Regions from separate parts of the Zea mays genome. Here region 1 is linked to region 2. The links are chromatin contacts, called in public Hi-C maps. All regions are on one chromosome and are shown on one strand. Each heading gives the region's core, a stretch centred on a gene start, on an enhancer-like site or on the middle of the called end of the contact. The rest is flanking DNA. Distances are from core to core; before and after follow the strand shown.

Region 1 (5,389 bases), core at 1,687-4,186, 140 kb after region 2:
GAGCTCAAAAGACTAGCACACTAGAACGGAGCTCAAATCGCTAGAATGTCGAACAAGTGCGCGAGATTGATGTGTGAGTGATCAAGAGTGCTCAAAGAATGCTTGGTATTCTCCTCCATGCGCCTAGGGGTCCCTTTTATAGCCCCAAGGCAGCTAGGAGCCGTTGAGAGCACATCTGGAAGGCTATTCTTGCCTTCTGTCGTCGGGCGCACCGGACACTGTCCGGTGCCCGATTTGTTTCCATAAAAAGCGAAGCCGACCGTTGCCGACCGTTGTAGATCTGGCGCACCGGACAGTCCGGTGCACACCGGACAGTCCGGTGCTTCCTTCCGACCGTTGGCTCGGCCACGTGTCGCGCGCCGATCGCGCGGCCGACCGTTGGCCCGGCCGACCGTTGGCTCACCGGACAGTCCGGTGCACACCGGACAGTCCGGTGAATTTTAGCCGAAGTCGCCGGAGAAAAACCCGAGAGCGGCCTCTTCGGCCGAGGCAGCCTGGCACACCGGACACTGTCCGGTGCACCACCGGACAGTCCGGTGCCCCAGACCGAAACAGCCCCTTGGCTGTACACAGCCAAGTCTTCTCTTCTCTTCTTTTATCTGTTTCTAACACTTAGACAAATATATTAGTACACAAAACCAATGTACTAAGGCTTAGAAACATACCTTAACTTGTGATTTGCACTTTGTTCATCCATGGGCATATTTTCACATTAAGCACTTGTGTTTGCACTCAATCACCAAAATACTTAGAAATGGCCCAAAGGCACATTTCCCTTTCAAATATGATGCATGTTTTCATGATATCTCCAATGTGTTGTGGAGACCAACCATATGCAGGACCACGAACTATGGCCCATCGCTTCTGTAGTACTCCAAATGTTCGTTCAATGTCTTTTCTAGCAGACTCTTGAACAGTGGCAAAATGTTGGGTCCTCACATCATACAGATGACAGATTGTCTTCACAAACGCTGGCCAGTCCGGATAAATACCATCTGCTAGGTAATATCCCATGTTGTAGGTGTGTCCATTGACGGAGAAACTCACTGGTGGACTATCACCATGAAGATGCGAATCGAACAGGTTAGAACGCTGAAGAACATTGATGTCGTTACAGCTACCTGGCATGCCGAAGTATGCATGCCAAATCCATAAGTCATATGAGGCAACAGCTTCGAGGATCATTGTAGGGTGTTTACCGCGACCGGTAAACATCCCCTTCCATGCAGTTGGGCAGTTACGCCACTCCCAATGCATGCAATCGACACTACCAAGCATACCAGGAAAGCCGCGTGATTCTCCAACATGGAGAAGCCTAGCGATATCAGCAGGAGTAGGTTTCCTAAGATAGTACCCCCCAAAAGCAGTTTGTATGGCAGTGCAAAAGTGTTTCAAAGCCTCATGTGCTGTAGATTCTCCAATTCGTACGTACTCGTCAACGGCATCCGCAGGAACACCGTATGCAAGGATACGTACGACAGCAACAACTTTCTGAAGGGCAGATAGGCCTAGCTCACCGGCACAGTTTGGACGTTGAACGAAGTACGGATCCACTTGTTGCACAGCAAGAACGAGACGCTCAAACACATGGCGACGCATGCGAAACCTATATTGCAAACTTTTTTTAGTACAATTGTGAAGTACGTACTATGGACGTTAATACATGTGCGTATGAATAAACATACCTCCTCCGAAATTGTGCATCCGTGTAAACCGGATGGGCGCAAAAGTAGTCGGCTCAGATTCTTGCATCACCACTGATATGGTCACGATGGATTCGAACACGACCGGGAATGGAACCAGCGTACCGACGCTCGTTAAGTGCACGACGCCTACGATGTTGGTACGTCGCAACCTCGAGCTCATGGTCTTCATCTTCCATGTCTTGTGCCATCCTAAGAAAAATATTGGAATCTACGAACCGGTCCATTGTTGTGGATGAGTGTATGCGAAGTGTGAGTGAAGTGTTGAAGTAGTGATTATTTATAGAAGGGATAGGCTTCGGAGAGAAGCCATGCGCTTGTCGTGCAGCCGAAGCTAGACAATGGCTTGTTCAAGAAGTGTCGTGGCTTACGGTGGAAGCATGTGAATTCGTAAACATTTTTTCGTACGATTCAAATATGGTGTCACGTTTTTTCCACAATAATTGCACAGAACATAAATTGCAATGTTATTTGTTTTGTACATTTCGAAATTATTAATGAACCATAGTTTTTAGATTATTATTTCAAATTTTATTGATTACAAATTTTTTAGCATCCTTTAAGTACCATTAAATGGGTACAAAACAAAGAAAACAGAAAAAGAAAAGAAAAAACAAATTCTGTTAACACTGTAGCTTTAGGGGATCGAATTTAGGGAACGTTGCTGGAGACACAGAAGATATAGAGGACAGAATCTTTTAGAGTGTCCTGTAAAGTACAGGGAATATTCCTTTAGGGGACGAAATTTAGGGGACGCTGCTGGAGACAGCCTAAATATCCCCTCCTTGTATTGTTGTAAATTTAGTTTCTAACTATGATAAAAAACCGATAAAACATAGGGAAATTTGGATCCATACCATTAAAAGATCACCACTTTGGATCCATACCATTACTATCTCACTTACATGTGGGTCCACATGGGTCAATGACATGTGAGGTCCATGGTATATATCTAAAGTTTGGATCTTTTAATGGTATAGATCCAATTGTTCCTAAAACATATGTTACAATGTATCTGAAACTTATTCTATAAAAATATGAATATAATATAGAGCTTTTGTAATCTATAACAACTTTTCAATATCCGCGTGCAGGGCGCGCGCCATGCACTTTGTCTACGTATCGCGTCACCACCGCGTTTGTCCACAGTCCACGTATCGACACCACCGCTCCAGGTGTCCTTGCACAGAAAAAGGCTGGTGTGGGAAGGAAGACGACAGCAAACAGCAAAAAGCAAAACCCGCTTCTCCCTCCTGCACTCCACTACTTGCCTTCCCGCCCGTCCTCTACTCCCCCAAATCCGCCGGGCCAAACCCTAGAGAAGGCGATCGGCATTTCCCCGACGGCGAGCGGGCGGAAGCGGACAATTATGCCCCGCTGCCGCCGCGACAAGGGGCAGGCGCTCATCGACCTCGACAGCGACGCCGAAGACGGTGAGACGTTCCGCCCCCTCGTCCCCCCCGAAATCTCCCCTTTCCCTCCGCTGTGCTGCGCCTGATGTTTCGGGCCACGTGCTGTGGCGCTCGGGGTGCTCTGCTTGATGTGCTGGCACGGTGGAGCTGCGGTTTGGTGGGCGCTGCGCTTTGGATTGTCTGTTGCCTGATTTATTGCTCTGTACCGGTTCAGATTGGCTGAAACTGAGAGGGTTCAGAGGTGTATTTTGCCTCAGATTTTGGGCTACATTCTCTCCGGCTGTTGCTGTATGTGCGGTTCGGACTTCGGAGGTGTATACTTGGATGTGATTGCACATTTGTAGGCGAACTTACTTTACTCGATGATAGTAGCGTTGTGGTGAAACAAAGTGACAGTCATAGGGTTTTTAGATTGTTGTTAATTTCAGCATTGCTATATTATTTGCCTAGTTGAAAACCTCTCTGTGTTGAAATATTATTCGAATTAAGTGCTGTTCTTGCTGTCCCTGTTTACAGTAACGTCATCTTGATAATAAAGGGATGAAAGCGTGGAAAAGGCTGGAAACAGTATCTTCTATACGAAAACGATTGCTGGTCGGGTAGAAATTTACTTGGTTGCATAATTAATCTACTTATTGTCGACCACAATACCATGTCGACAGATACTTAAAATTCAAATTTTAAATATGGTAATTTTCGGAAATGATATTGTCTTAACGGAAACGATACAATTACGATGCCTTGGTTACAGATTTTTGGTTACAGATTTTTGGTTACAGTTTTCATCTTTTTTTAATATTGCTGTTTATTGTTTTTGGCCTATAATATATGATCTAAAACCTTGTTTTGTATCTCATGAGCTGTTAGGTTAGTCAAGGATCTTTGAACATCATACAGTGTTGGAGGTCTGTCTAGAGCAGCAACCCACAATTTTGAGTGTAATATATTTGAACTCAAACAGTCAAACTATAAGATTAATTTCATCATTGCTATACTTATCTTGTTAATCTGACTCCATCTACTATCAGATTAATTTCAGTTTTATCTTGTTTATCCGACTTCCTCATCTACATGCCATGCTGAATGTTAATATGAATTTGAGTATTTTTGTTTCCTGTATGCAAACATTGGAAATGGTCTTGTTCTTTATCAATTCATTTACATATGGCTGTAATCTGAATAATTTGATTGTTTTATTCAGAATTAGAATATTTAATTTATTTAAATATATTGGAAGCATGGCACTTATGTCTCCAAAATCACAACAAAAAAAGCCACATAATCAAATTGGACCATCAAGTACTAAGTGCCCTCAGGCTGCATTGACCTCTCACAGATATGAGTAGTTAAAACATTTAGTTTGAGTTTATAGTTCGTTTCCCTTTATCTTGTTATGGTAGTTTACAAGATTTGGTCATGTACCTTGTATTTTCTCCTTTCAATTCGTTTTTTTAAATTAGGCCCTAATTGGTGTAATGGTGAATTGGAGGATACTAGTTTTCACAGTTAGTGTGAACATGACTAGTGTAATGGTAAGCTCCCCAATTGAGAGAGACACCAACCAAGGTTCAAATCCTTAGAAAAAGGCAGACCAAATATAGGAGGCGCCCACAAGTGGGTTTGGGAAGTGATAAACCGAGGCAAGCGTCCCCCTCCCCCCCTGTAAATGTGGAGAGGCTGCTTCGAACCCACGATCTGGTGACTTCTCATGATGATTTGGCTTTTGTCCATGACCATCTGCCTTGCCGACTGGATGAATTCACGGTCAAATATTTGGGATTGCCCCTGTCCCTGAAGAAGCTCACTAAGTCACAGTTGCAGCCCCTCATTTTTGACCGATTGGCTGACCTTCTTCCTGGGTGGAAGGCTGAACTTACGATTAGGGCCGGTAGGGCTGTCCTGGTGCAGTCTATGTTAACAGCTACTATTATCTATCATGCCATGGCTCTGGACCTCCCTTCATGGGCTCTCAAGGCCATGGACAAGATCGGACGTAACTTTTTGTGGCATGACAAAATTGAGGCAAATGGGGGCCATTGCTTGGTGGCCTGGTCGAAGGTCAGTAGACCTAAAGAGTTGGGAGGCCTCGGAATTGTTAGAGTATCTGTGTATATGGGCCTGGCCCACTAGGGTTCTATATATACTTGTACCCCTGTTACAAATCTGCAATTTTTAAATTGGCCTCTTCGGGTTAGATGGTTGTGGCTTCGAAAGACTAGCCCGGATAGAGCTTGGGCTTCCTTTGCTTTACAGTCTATTGGTCAAGTGGAATCT
Region 2 (5,475 bases), core at 698-3,197:
TTACATGGTTATAGACATCATTGTTTTTTTTTCCAAATTTTTATGTAACAAATGGATCTGCTGCATTATATTGATGTTCCGTGTAAGTTTATCAAATAATTTAATCATGTAATCTGTAGCATTTGGTACATTTATGTTTCTAATGTTGGGTTTCACTCCTTGATTCAATTACTGCTGAGGTGCTGATTATATTTCCATAGAGAAATCAAAATGATCTGAACACTTGAGCAACAAACTCTCTCTCTCTCTCTCTCTCTCTCTCTCTCTCTCTCTCTCTCTCTCTCTCTCTCTCAGACAAAAAGTAAAATTACAGCATGGATCCTATTGAAGCTTTTTAGGCCAGATATTCAAACTAGAATCAAGAATTTCAAGGAATAAATGCAGGCACATGTTGTGATGGGTCCGGTCTATTGAAGTCTCCTTTTCACAAAAGAATTGAACTACGCACATTATTTCTGTGTAATAAAATTATATCAATTTATAATTAACTTTGGGCTTTCCCGGCATCCCAGGTATAATATATATGCTAATCCAAAACTACATATATTAAACTATAGAAACTATAACTGGATAACATCAAAATTATTTTTTAGCGTCTCTGCAATTAGATTCATCCACAGACACAAAATCACCACAGGCTACCTCAAAGATGGCACCGCCAAGCCATAAGTTTTCTAGTAAAAGCTGAACTCAAATGAAAAAACCATGTTATTTTCAATCTGTCTTACACAAGAAAACTAATATAAGAAAACCATCAAATAAGTTGGAAGCGAGTCATTTGGATATTTCCCGTCTGCTGACAACCCAGTAAGAAATTGCCCAGGCAAGGCAATGTTTGCAAATGAAAAGATACTTCACCAATCATGTATAGATATGTTAAATAATTATATCTGAAGATTTCAGGTATAAGTTGACAGCGGGTCATTAGGAAATTTCCTTTCTGCTGACAACTCAGTAAAAAATTGCCAAGGCAAGGCAATGTTTGCACATGAAATGATACTTCACCAATCATGCCCAGGTATGTTAAATAATTATATCTGGAGATTTCAGGAATCAACTTACAGGGCACAACTTCTTCACATTCTGTGCCGCTTTCCTCAAATTATCAAGGGTCTCCTGGTGATACGCAGCATCCATCCATGAGAAATCAAACCGTGCAACTGCAAAACAGAACATACACATGTCACAATTACTGTTAATATTAATTAGTAACCAACAATATCAAAGTTAGTCTAATTGCAAATAAATGAGGATACAAATAAAGTTGGTGAACTCAAACCTGACATTCCAGCAGTGAGGCATTCCTGAATAATCTCAACCGAGTGTGAATTGGGCCCGAGCGTCCCAACTATCTTGGTGAGTGATGGGAATACTTTCTGCACAGGTGCACACGACAAACAAATCAGCTGGCCAACGTCGTTAATCCTCAAGACCAAGTCAAATCAAAGTTCCATTACAAGTGATCGCCCAAATTAGCGCGTACTGAATAATCCCAATTTCACATCTCACGCCATTCCGACAAAATCCACGCTTCCACAGATAACCCCCGTTGCGAGCACGCACTAAACACAAATCACTCAAAAATTGGCCTGCCTCAAATTCGGCAAACCCGGCACTCCGCCCGACTCTCCGGCCACCAAATCAAACCCGGCCAACCGATCGACCAAACCAAACAGACTACTCGCCACACCGGCCGTGCAGAGTGCGCAAGCGCTGATGCACACGGGCGCCTAAAGCGCGAGATCCATCAGGGGCGGGGAAATATAGAGAGAAATGGAGGCAGCGACGGTTACAGGCTTGGCGGGGGAGAGGACGGAGGCGAGGCGGAAGGGCTCCTCCAGGAGCATGTGGCTGGCGCCCTGCATCTCCCTCCTCCTTGCAGAAACCTTCCCCTTAGGGTTTTGCCGGCTCCGAGTCTCCGATGCGATCGCCTCGCGGCTCGAGAAAGACGAGGACGAGAACGAGAGAGGGAGAGAGGAGCGGACAAGGCGTAGGGAGAAAGAAAGAAACCAAGCGAACACGTGGCGGTTCGATTTGCGTTTTGAATCCCTTGGACGGTTTGAAGCGACAAAGACCGGTTTGGGGTGACGGTCTGACTGGCTTGAGGGGGGCACTAGATTCATGTCTTCCTCTTTGCGTGCGGCGTTTCACTAGGGGGGTCCGGCCCACCATCAGTAGGTTTGAGTGTCGGGGTAAACAAGTCAGACGTGTGAAAAAGGTTTATGGGCTGGTTCGCTGGGGCCATCCAGGCAAAGGATGCGCGCCGCGTAGCGTTGAATGGCCTATCGGATGGCAGGGAGCTTCTAGTGACGCGCGAAAATCCATGCAGCGGGTGCAGTGCAGTGCCGTGTGGCGAACTCGGAACTCGGATACCGCCTGCTTGTCCTATCGTGTCGTGTGGCCTACCTGGATGAAATCGACTTCAAGATTCAAATCATACTAATACCGTGATACGATGGACAAAATCTCTTCCATGTCATCCAAACATATATCAATCCTTTAGATATCATTTAAAATTATATGTTTCATTCAAAGCCATTGGTTATTTTCCATCCCTTCGATGTCATTGCCATTACATGTCGCTGTTAAGTGGAGCATGTGCCCACGTGTCGTAGCCGGTAGGGTGGGCATTTTAAAACCGAAAACTGAATCCGAACCAAACCCGAATTGTCGGTCTATTCTGTTTTCGAGTTCGGGTTCGGTTCCTATATGTGCTATATTTCGGGGTATGGGTTCGGTTCCTAACCTTTAAAACCTGAATAGACCAAATAACCCGAAATATAAAAAAACTCATAATATGTGATGGTATTATTATATGATTTATGAACTTATTAGCTAGAAATAATGATATCATATTAACAATAGTATATATATCTTTGTATGCTAATTTTTATAGTCACTTGTTGTAATAATAGTACTTTCAATTAATTATTCATTGTATATATTTTAACAAAATATACTAGTCTCTCTATAATTCGGGTCTATTCGGTGGACCGAACCGAAATTGTGAGTCTATTCGGGTTTGGTTCCTGTGGGGACGGATATCCCCGGGTCCACTCGAATGCAAGAAGGCCTCGCGAAAGGCTTTGGGCCTATTGTCTCGCAAGGCCGTCCCTTCGTGGGCCAGGGGAGAATTGCTGGCGGAATGGGCCGACGCGAGGAAGAAGCAGACTTAGGCCCAGGCGGCTCGTTGGATTTAAGCATTATCCACAGCGCTGATCCGATTCTCCCGCGCAGCGCCCTCGGACGTCAGAACAAAATAAGGATAAGTCGGCAAGATTATAGGAAGATAAGTTCAGTCAGTTCACTATTACTTAGGTACACATCGTCATCATACACGCATGTAATACCACACGGTCAAGTATATAAGGCCTAGGGCTAGGGGTACCCCATCAGAATCATCGACCATCTACTTAGCCACTAGCTTTTCTCCATACAGGAGACTTCCCTTGTAACCTACCACATAAAAGATCCACGCCAGGAAGTAGGGTGTTACGCATCTCAAAGCGGTCCGAACCTGTAGAAAATCCTCTGTCATCCCTCGTACATCTCGCACGAACCATTGAGTTACAGTCAACAAGACCGTCCTACCCAAAAGCGTCGCGAGGGGTAACCCCAGGTCTGCGGTCGGGCTCCAAACACCGACAGCTAGGGCGCCAGGTAGGGGGGTGTCGTTGATCCAAGCTAGCTCAATGGTTGTCACTTCCTAGTGCAAGATTGCTCTCCGCCCTGGATCCGTATTTTGCTTCGGGACCATCTCGTCCGTAACAGATGAGAAGGGAATTATGTACCGCATAGCGGATCCACCGGAGAAGAAGCCTTCCTCGGAAATCTCCGAGAAAGTCGGAACGAAGCAGCGAATAGTGCAACGTCCTGCGCCCCAGACGAAGACTGTCCCTTGCAAGTCGAGAGCCGGGAATTCACTTGCCCGAAGAACCCCGTTGCTCACTTCGCCCACAAAGGAGTGGACACGGATTACAAGGAAAAAGGAAGCAAGCAAGGTGGAAGCTTGTCAAGTTATCCTTCTGACACCTTCACCCTCAAAGAAAGACGGAAAGGAATTCATCACCGCAGCAACTCCTTTCTACCCCGACGTCCTCTTCATCGGGGGGAGATTGGAGTCATCTCCCATCTCTGACAACGAGCCAACCATGCCAGGGGAAGAACCTCCCCAGCGAGAAGCTTGGCGACGGAGGAACAGACGCTAGAATATTCGGCGACATCACGAGGCTGGGGAACGGGACCTAGCGCAGCCCGTATCCCAGGATGATGTCTCAGAAATAGGAGAAACTCCTGATGAACGAGTCTTCAGATAAAGGAGGAATTCTTGCCGACGTGACCGCCGGCAGGCTCAAGACCGAGATCGAGAACAAGCTGAGCATGATGCAAGGTTACGCCGAGAGAATCCTCTCTTCGCTCGAAACCTAAACCCTGACTTTGCTCGTGCAATGAACACGCCGAGTGAAGTCGGAGGAGTGTTGGCTCGGATAGCTGATGGCATCCCGCGGACTCTAGATGCTGAGGGCTATCGGCGACTGCTCACTCGGGCAGCTAATCATCTTCTACCCCTCGCTCGGCCTTCGAGCGATCTGCGGCACGCCATCAACAGTCGGCGAGACGCACGGAGTTCCATCAATGCTTCGCGCGAACGACGACACGAAAACGAGATAAGGCGCCGGGAGGAGTACGATCGGGACCGTGGCGTCCTGGCTCGAAGTCGCGCCACCCGAGTTGAGTCGGCAGCAGCCTCAACTAGTGACCCGACCCGGGGACGATCGAGACGGCACATCAGCAACTCCCCTCCCCGGGACCGGCACCACGAACGTCGACAGGAGGGCACATGTGGAGTATCCACGCTTACTTCGCGTCTTAGGGCCATCCAGTGGCCCCCAAACTTCAAGGTCTCCAACGTCGACAAATATGAGCCTAAGCAGGACCCAGGAGGCCGATTGATCATCTATACGACCGCCGCTCGGACCGCTGGGGCAACTGAAGACATGATGACTGCGTACTTTCCCATCGTTCTCGAGCAGGATGCATTGCAGTGGCTGCGACACCTGCCACAACACTGCATCGATGACTGGAGCGACTTCATTCGGTGTTTCATCGCCAACTTTCAGTCCCTCTCCGACAAGTCGGCGCAGCCATGGGACCTCAAATCCATCAGGCACCAGGGAGATGAAACACTTCGGTCGTACCTCAAGAGGTTTCAGACCATGAGAAATCACATCCCCGAGGTCACTGAGGCAGCAGCGATTGAGGACTTCTACCGGGGATCTAATGACTCAGCCTTCATCCGAGCCATACTGCAGAAATCACCGACCACCTCCGAACAGATGTTTCGAGAAGCGGACCTCTACATCACCGCTGATGAACGGGCTCAGGACCTCATCGGGGGAGCAAAACTTGCGCCACCAGCACCGCGGCGCAACGCGAACCAGCAACCCGACAAGCGTTGGGAGAAGAGGCCCCGTG

The links. A called contact is a pair of places that touch in the nucleus more often than the background predicts.
Region 1: a contact with region 2 is called in a Hi-C map of endosperm, with 4 times the contacts expected there. The contact joins the promoter of LOC100194202 here to the promoter of LOC100191365 in region 2. A contact is called at or near these places in 9 of 25 Hi-C or Micro-C datasets (bundle sheath, ear, endosperm and 4 more) and 1 of 3 datasets of contacts at active chromatin or transcription factors (seedling).

The regions. Positions count from the first base shown.
Region 1 is chr4:14,184,117-14,189,505 of Zm-B73-REFERENCE-NAM-5.0, forward strand. It overlaps LOC100194202 (Cysteine proteinases superfamily protein), which reads left to right and starts at 2,937. Exons shown (of 9, transcript NM_001139247.2): 1 at 2,937-3,136. The coding sequence starts at 3,073.
Region 2 is chr4:14,044,246-14,049,720 of Zm-B73-REFERENCE-NAM-5.0, forward strand. LOC100191365 reads right to left here and starts at 1,948. Exons shown (of 16, transcript NM_001136799.1): 1 at 1,794-1,948; 2 at 1,280-1,376; 3 at 1,063-1,160. The coding sequence starts at 1,865.